2 separate regions of the Bos taurus genome follow, and region 1 is linked to region 2. The links are chromatin contacts, called in public Hi-C maps. All regions are on one chromosome and are shown on one strand. Each heading gives the region's core, a stretch centred on a gene start, on an enhancer-like site or on the middle of the called end of the contact. The rest is flanking DNA. Distances are from core to core; before and after follow the strand shown.

The links. Hi-C and Micro-C count contacts between places; a contact is called where the count stands out from the background.
Region 1: a contact with region 2 is called in a Hi-C map of liver, with 6 times the contacts expected there. The contact joins two enhancer-like sites. A contact is called at or near these places in 2 of 11 Hi-C or Micro-C datasets (both in liver).

What each region holds. Positions count from the first base shown.
Region 1 is chr21:5,977,100-5,981,188 of ARS-UCD2.0, reverse strand. The region is part of intron 5 of ASB7 (ankyrin repeat and SOCS box containing 7); the gene reads left to right. Among named protein-coding and RNA genes, the nearest start is that of ASB7, 44 kb to the left of the region's middle. Within about 2 kb of position 1,693, at least 1 of the 102 cell types and tissues checked has an H3K27ac peak or open chromatin away from gene starts, as enhancers often do. A contact at or near this core is called in liver, where this site is marked.
Region 2 is chr21:5,544,544-5,548,673 of ARS-UCD2.0, reverse strand. All of the region lies in intron 5 of LRRK1 (leucine rich repeat kinase 1), which reads left to right. Among named protein-coding and RNA genes, the nearest start is that of MIR2362, 42 kb to the right of the region's middle. Within about 2 kb of position 2,608, at least 1 of the 102 cell types and tissues checked has an H3K27ac peak or open chromatin away from gene starts, as enhancers often do. A contact at or near this core is called in liver, where this site is marked.

The DNA of each region.
Region 1 (4,089 bases), core at 444-2,943, 430 kb before region 2:
GTGTTGTCCTTTCCGCTGTTTCCTGCCTTATCCCCCCAAATACCCACACTTTGGTGAGAGGACCGTGGTGGGGGGAATCAGAGAAATGTTTATTCTCCGGGTGGGCTAGGACTCTGGTGAGGTCTCTCCCTTGGTGAGCAAACGTTTGTTGTGAAGTTTCCTGAGTGTCCATCAGGCCAGTGTTCACACCCTCCTCCTGCCAGAGCCACCAGGGGTCTCTCCCTGTGAAAAGGGGTCCCTGAAAGGACCCCTCAGAACACGTGAGCGGTTCCTAAGACTGTGGCTCTCCCTCCCAGGCTGGGCCACACACAGAGCTTGGCCGCTTGTCTAAAGGACCATTTAAGTGTTCCTCTAGTTTGTGGCTCCAGTAGCTTCTGCCCTAAGTGCACCGATTTCAGCTCTGATTCTAGATCTGTCTCTTTCTCCAGATTCTATGGTGGAGGTTTGCCCTATATATCCATTTACTGATGGGTCCTAGATACGCCCTTGATGAGTTTGTTCAGCTTTTTCTTCTTGTAGGGACTGGAGTGATTATGATTACTTCAAGTTCTCTTTTATGTTGGAGCTGAAACCAGAAGAAGTCTGTTCATTGTTTTTATCATTTTTCACTTACATTGTGAACGCAGTCCCTAGGCCTGAGCAGCGTTTGCCCTCTTGGGTTCAGCGGCCTGTGTCTCCCTCACGGCACCCCGCGGATTCTCAGCGGGGCCTGTGTCTGGTTGCTGTTGCGTCAGCTGCGTCCTGTGGCGGGGAGAGCAGACAGTGGGCTCTTGCCCTAGCATCTGACTTACCTGATGCGCTTGGGCAGGCCGCCTGGCCTCCCACCCTCCCCACGGATCTGTGGCCTCCTCTGAAAATTGGGGGAATCAGAGTCTGTGGGGTCCCTCCTTTTAAAAATTCTTGCCAATAACCACTCTTAAAGGGAATGATATCCTGCTGCTTGTGGTTTTATTTTGTTTTTGGATTCATACAGAACAGTGTGGACTCTTGGGGGCCCTCAAGACATGAGATCAAAACTAATTTCATAACAGTACTAAGATATTATTGGCTTCTTTGACTGCACTGATGTGTAAGAGCGGTGGTGGCTGAAACAGTAGGCACCTGAGCGTTCATGAAGGCAGTGGCCCCAGAGGCTGCTAGCAGTCGTGTTCTTCACCACAGGCAGCCTGAGGAGAGTGTTCCAGATCCATTTAGGAATGTCTTTGATTTAATTTTAATAAATCCTATCCATTTGAGGATGTACCTTTTTTAATATTCTATGGGATGGAAATTGAAAGTGTTCTTACTCTGTAACAAAGTGGGATTGAATTAAGGGAAAGTACGTCTGTGATTTGTTTGATCTGGACCAGCAACTTTTTTTTGATGGAATACCGTATTTACCTAAAATATGAGATGGACAGCCAAGCTGGTTAGGCTTTGGTATTTGGTAGACGTTTTCTTGAAAATGAATAAAGTTCACTTGTCACCTTAAGGAGAACAACTGAAAGTATTTATGATGAGCAACAAATTTTGAGCTTTCAAGTGAAAGTTAGAATTTTGAAAAGCTTATATTTGCCAGTAGGACACTGACAGTTTACCAATATGTACAAACTTTTCAAAATCAGTAGAGCTATTAACAAAAGTCATTTTTTGCTATCATGCAGTGAATTGGGTCACCATTGGAAAGATCTGCGTAACTCAGGTAATCAGTGTTTTCCAAACGACTAGTGCATGGTGTTACACAATCATGCATTGGGTAAAAGATCCCTTCAAAGGGCGAAACAGACCAGTGGATTTTAATATGAAAGGGTATAAAAAAGTTCACTGGTTTGGTGTCAGATTCCATTTTGCATCTAACCTTCAAAAAACACATCTTGTTGAGTTTTGGTGTAGTATCAAAGAACCATGATTTATCTGTAAAGGCCATTAAGTATTCCTTCCTTTTCCTACTACCAGTGTGTCTGGATTTTCTTCATTTACTTCAATCAAGACAGCATATTATTTACAACAGATGGTATGCAGAAGCAGGTCTCTGATTCCAGCTGTCTTCTCTGAAGCCCTACCTAAGAGATAATTTGCAAAGATGTAAAACAGCACCACTCTTTTCATGAAATCTTTCTTGTTTTGGAAAGCAGCTTTTTTTTTTTTTTTTCCATAAAAATTTATTTCAACAGATAATGAATTTTATCACTCTTATTTTAAGAAATCAGTATTTTAAAAATTTCTAGATTTGGTAAATACAGATAGATACAACACACGTAATGGAGAAGGAAATGGCAACCAATTCCAGAGTCCTTGCCTGGTGGGCGACAGCCCATGGAGTTGCAAAGAGCCAGACACAACTTAGCAGTTCAACAACAACACACATAAATGAAAATTCTTTGTGGTCATCCAACTTTAAGAGTGCACAGAGGTCCTCAAACTAAAAAAGTTGAGATCTAGCAACGTTCAATTTCTACATTCAAAATTTTAAGGACACCCTGGTAACCTAGTGTTTCAGGATTTAATGATCTTCTAGCATATTTCCAGTTGCAGTTACAATCTGTGAATAAGATGGAATGTTTTAAATTACTGCTTGGTCGATGCCAGCATACTTATTAGGATCTGTAGAGAGAGATCAGTGATCATTCCATCAGATGCTCTGGGGGTAAAACAGGTTCATTATTTGTCAGTTTAAAAGACTAGTACCCTGAATTGTAGATAGCAGTTTCAGTGATTCACCATGCACAGAAGCATATCAAAGGTGCCAAGGAGTCCTTGAGTAAGTTAACCACTTAACTGGTTTTTAAACACCTTGTTTACCTATCTATTTATTTTACATAGCATGGCAGGTTCTTGCATAAATTATTCTTAAGGCAGAGAATATGCCAGTTGGATTTGTGTTTAATATTCAGAAGAGTCAAAGGTAATGTAATGATCTGTGTTTCTAGTAATTGCTGTTCCAGTACTTGAAGCAGCCACTCAATATGCTTTAGTGGTTTGTAAAAGGTAGTGCTGGGTTGTATTTTGATTTGTATGTTTTAAAGAATTAATAAAAGGAATTATTTATTTAAATTTTAAATAATTTTAATGTATTTGATAATTTAAGTACTTCATAATTTTAAAATATTTTTATTTAAATAAGAATAATGATTACACTGATCGGAAGGAATTTGAAAAATAAAGGGCTCATGTTTCTGAGAGAAAAACAATTAGGTAAATGGGAATGAGTTGGATAAATTGTTTTGCAATGACAATCTGTCAAGTACTTCTTTAAGTAATTTGAATTTACTTTTTAAAGGAATTCTAAGAAAGTGAAATTTAGGCCGTGACTTTCTCAGCTAAGTCCAGTACAGCAACAGGTGTGTAAGCAGGCTCTCATGACAGCTCCTCTGCACCGGGGGCCCTTACTCCTGTGTTCCTTTCAGATGCTTCTGTTACCAATTTCTTTGACTTTTTTTGTTGTTGTTTTTTTAGTACGACTTACCAAAATAGTGATAACTTAGTATAGCTCTTTGGAGAAATAATTTATGTAACACATTGTAACTAAGATTATTTTTGATTATTGATTTTTCTTCTAATTGGGGATTTTGCTGCACTTCTGCATTGTAGTCTTCCTAGGTTATTTTAGTTCAGTTCAGTCGCTCAGCCGTGTCCAACTCTTTGCGACCCCATGTATCGCAGCATGCCAGGCCTCCCTGTCTGTCACCAACTCCCGGAGTTCACTCAGACTCACGTCCATCGAGTCAGTAGTGCCATCCAGCTATCTCATCCTCTGTCATCCCCTTCTCCTCCTGCCCCCAATCCCTCCCAGCATCAGAGTCTTTTCCAACGAGTCAGCTCTTCGCATGAGGTGGCCAAAGTACTGGAGTTTCAGCTTTAGCATCATTCCTTCCAAAGAAATCCCAGGGCTGATCTCCTTCAGAATGGACTGGTTGGATCTCCTTGAAGTCTTTTCCAACACCACAGTTCCAAAGCATCAATTCTTCGGCGCTCAGCCTTCTTCACAGTCCAACTCTCGCATCCATACATGACCACTGGAAAAACCATAGCCTTGACTAGACGGACCTTTGTTGGCAAAGTTATTTAGTCTCAATTATTAAAATTACTTTTAGAAATAAATAGTACACT
Region 2 (4,130 bases), core at 1,359-3,858:
AGACTGGGCCAGAGCTGCTGTCTCCAGCACGCTGATCCAGCTGACTCCCCGTCACACAGAGCCTCCTCTGACAGTCTGGGCTCCAGAAGACACTTGCAGGCTTGAAATTTACTGCTAACTTGTTGGCCTCCACGCACAGACCCCCTTTTGCAGTCACTGATGTCATTCAGGAGGCCTAGGATTTGTCTTCAGATTCTGCAGCTGACTGATGCTCTGGACACCTTCGTTCTTAGGTTTCTTTTGGCTTGTTCTTCAGACCTTTTTGTGAGTCTCTTCCTTTCTGATTACATCCATTGGGTTTGCACTCCTTTAGCTGTCTGGTGCCCTGACTACTCCTTCGCAGTCAGAAGGTAGTTCTTGTCTTACTGTCTATTTCAACAAAGAACCATCACCCAGGAATGTGCTTACTCACAAAAAGGAAGTCTTAGGTTCTATGTAGTCCAAAGAAAGAAAGAAAGTGAAGTCGCTCAGTCATGTCCAACTCTTCGGGACACCATGGACTGTAGCCTACCAGGCTCATCTGTCCATTGGATTTTCCAGGCAAGGGTACTGGAGTGGGTTGCCATTTCCTGCTCCAGGGGATCTTCCCGACCCAGGGATTGAACCCAGGTCTCCAGCATTGCAGGTGGATTCTTTACCATCTGAGCCACTAGGGAAGCCCTATGTAGTCTAAGGGTCCATGAATACATTTTAGAACATTCTATGCATTCTCCCCCATTTTGACTCATGGGGGAGAATTTTAACTCAATTAGTCTTGACTGAAAAAACTAATTGCACTGACTGCCTTTTTTGTGTCATGCCTTGCTGTCATTGAGTTCCCATCTGTCCCCTCAAGGGACAGTGAGATGAGAATATGAGGAGAAGGGATGCAGATTCTGCTTTGTGGGTTCCACGGAGACCTAAGAAGGGGGCAGCATTGGAGCTTGCTCTGCTGGGGCTGTGCTCAAGATTGCAGAGGCACGTCCTCCCAGCGCTGGAGCAGAGTTCTCTGTGTCCGCTCAGGGCCCAGTTGCCAGCCCCTCAGCTCTTCAGGTTAAAGCCAGCCTAAAAGCATTATCAATTTCAGCCCTTCATAAACCATTATATTCTTCAACCATAAGGGTTGCGCCAACATAAAAGCATGAAAGAAGGCATGCTCTCAGTCTTGGACTCAATCTCTGTGACATTTATCTATGGAAGCTTCAGGCAGCAGTGTGCAAAGGCAGGCAGTTGCCTTCCTGGACCACAGCTCCCATCACAGGACAAGACCTTCTTATGCAGAGGTCCTCCCAAACATCACTGTCTGTACTGAGCCTAGTGTCCTGGTCTTCCTTAAACTGGTCATAGTTACCATCACGGCCTTGGAAAACAAGTTTCTTAAGTCACCTACATTGCCTTCTGGGAGATCAGTATTTCCTTTACTTAGGTCCAGAATTGAAAGGACTCATGCTTAAGAACAAACATAGCACTTTGTCTGTCTGCTTCTTCCAGGGTGATGTGGCCTTAACCATGGTGCTGTTGAATTTTGGGATCTCTACAGCCAGCTATCTTTGACTTTGCAGTTCAGCGTGCATGGGTTTAATGATACATTTTCTAGGTTGTCTCCCTCAGAACCTGGTTTATTGTGGTCCTGCCTGCACTAAACACAAATAAGTAATGAGGGCTGCCCAGCTAGGTTTCTATGCATCCTTTTTCCTTCCTTCTTCCTCACTGCCGCTTTGGAAATACTTGTACACCCTGTAATGTTTGTGCACCAAAAGGAAAGTAACTTTTGAAGGTGAAAGTTCTCAGACTAATCCAAGACCAGGTAGAAACCTTACATGTTTTTCCAACCACCATCCAGCCCAGAAGTCTTTTCACAAGCATGTCTGAATTCTGAATGTGTCCGTGTCATCATGTTTTCAGACTTCTGCTTTTTACTGCTTCTCTCAGGGCTTGAGCTTGAGTTTCAGATTTCAACCCTGCAGAAACTGTGGTGGGCGTTAGACCTAGAAAAAGCTCAATTTTAGGAACTGGGAGGATCTACTTCCTCCCCTTCCTCATGTCCAGGTTACTGAGTGCCACACACAGCCACTCACTTCTTATTGATGATTTACTTCTGATAAATAATGCCTCCAAAGAAGCAGAGAGGCTTCCCCGCGGGTGTTCGTTCCTGGCTTTGTGGTTAACATCATATGCTCTTAGTCCATGAAAACCAAGAAACTGGTGAGTTAGGATGTCCAGATGCATGGTCAGTACACACAGCTCTTCCTTTGAGCCATAAACTCCCTGGGCCTTGGTTCCATCTGCAGCATCCAGAGCCACAGTGCCTGGCAGGCTGGCCTGCGCTTGGCAGTGCTCAAGTAAGTGCTGACTGTGAGGCAGGATGGCATCCTTGTTGCCTAACTGGGGGCCATAACACAGACCCTCGCTGAAGGACTTGCAGGTTCAGGAGGCTTTAAATGACTCAAAGGATGAGGGCTCTGAACTCCAGGAGAAAGAAAACAGACCAGGGAGCACCCTGTCCCCTTTGTCGTGGTGGCAGGACAGAGTGCAAAGGCAGAGGCCAGACTGCCTGCAAAATCTGGGGTCCCTGAGTAACCCTGTGAAACCCAGGATCAAAAGCGACCTCTCTCTCCTGTAAACTTGTGCAAGACTCTCTTGGCTCCAGGCCCACCATCCTGGTGCTTCCAGCAGCTCCAGAGAACCTTGGTGGCCCTTTGGCAGGTTGGTCAGTTGGTTACTGACAGCAAGGCCATGATCCCTTGGCCCCACAACCTTTCTATGAATTCTAGTGTTGGGTTCACTTTCTGAATCCTGTGGTTCATTTATGAACAGGTAGTTTCTGGTGCCAAGAATACACAGAAGAACTACACAAAAAAGATCTTCATGACCCAGATAATCATGATGGTGTGACCACTCACCTAGAGCCAGACAGCCTGGAATGCAAAGCAAAGTGGGCCTTAGGAAGCATCACTATGAATAAAGATAGTAGAGGTGAGAGAATTCCAGTTGAGCTATTTCAAATTCTAAAAGATGACGCTGTGAAAATGCTGCACTCAATATGCCAGCAAATTTGGAAGACTCAGCAGTGGCCACAGGACTGGAAAAGGTCAGTTTTCATTCCAATCCCAAAAAAAGGCAATGCCAAAGAATGCTCAAATTACCACACAACTGCACTCAACTCACATGCTAGCAAAGTAATGCCTAAAATTCTCAAGCGAGGCTTCAAAAGTATGTGAACCATGAACTTCCACATGTTCAAGCTGGATTTAGAAAAGGCAGAGGAACCACAGATCAAATTGCCAACATCTGTTGGATCATCAAAAAAGCAAGAGTTCCGGAAAAAACACCTACTTCTGCTTTATTGACTATGCCACAGCCTTTGACTGTGTGGATCACAACAAACTGTGAAAAAGTCTTCAAGAGATGGGAATACCAGACCATCTTATCTGCCTCCTAAGAAATCTGTATGAAGGTCAATAAGCAACAGTTAGAACCGGACATGGAACAACAGCCTGGTTCCAAATCGGGAAAGGAGTACGTCAAGGCTATATATTGTCACCCTGCTTATTTAACTTATATGCAGAGTACATCATGAGAAACACTGGACTGGAAGAAGCACAAGCTGTAATCAAGATTGCCGGGAGAAATATCAATAGCCTCAGATGTGCAGATGACACCACCCTTATGGCAGAAAGCAAAGACTAAAGAGCCTCTTAATGAATGTGAAAGAGGAGAGTGAAAAGCTGGCTTAAAACTCAACATTCAAAAAATGAAGATCATGGCATCTGGTCCCATCACTTCATGGCAAATAGATGGGGAAATAATGGAAACAGTGAGAGACTTTATTTTGGGGGGCTCCAAAATCACTGCAGATGGTGATTGCAGCCGTGAAATTAAAAGACGCTTACTCCTTGAAAGAAAAGCTATGACCAACCTAGACACCATAATAAGAAACAGACACATTACTTTGTTGACAAAGGTCCGTCTATTCAAAGCTATAGTTTTTTCAGTAGTCGTGTATGGATGTGAGAGTTGGACTATAAAGAAAGCTGAGCACCAAAGAATTGATGCTTTTGAAATGTGGTGTTGGAAAAGACTCTTGAGAGTCCCATGGACAGCAAAGAGATTCAACCAGTCCATCCCAAAGGAAATCAGACCTGAATATT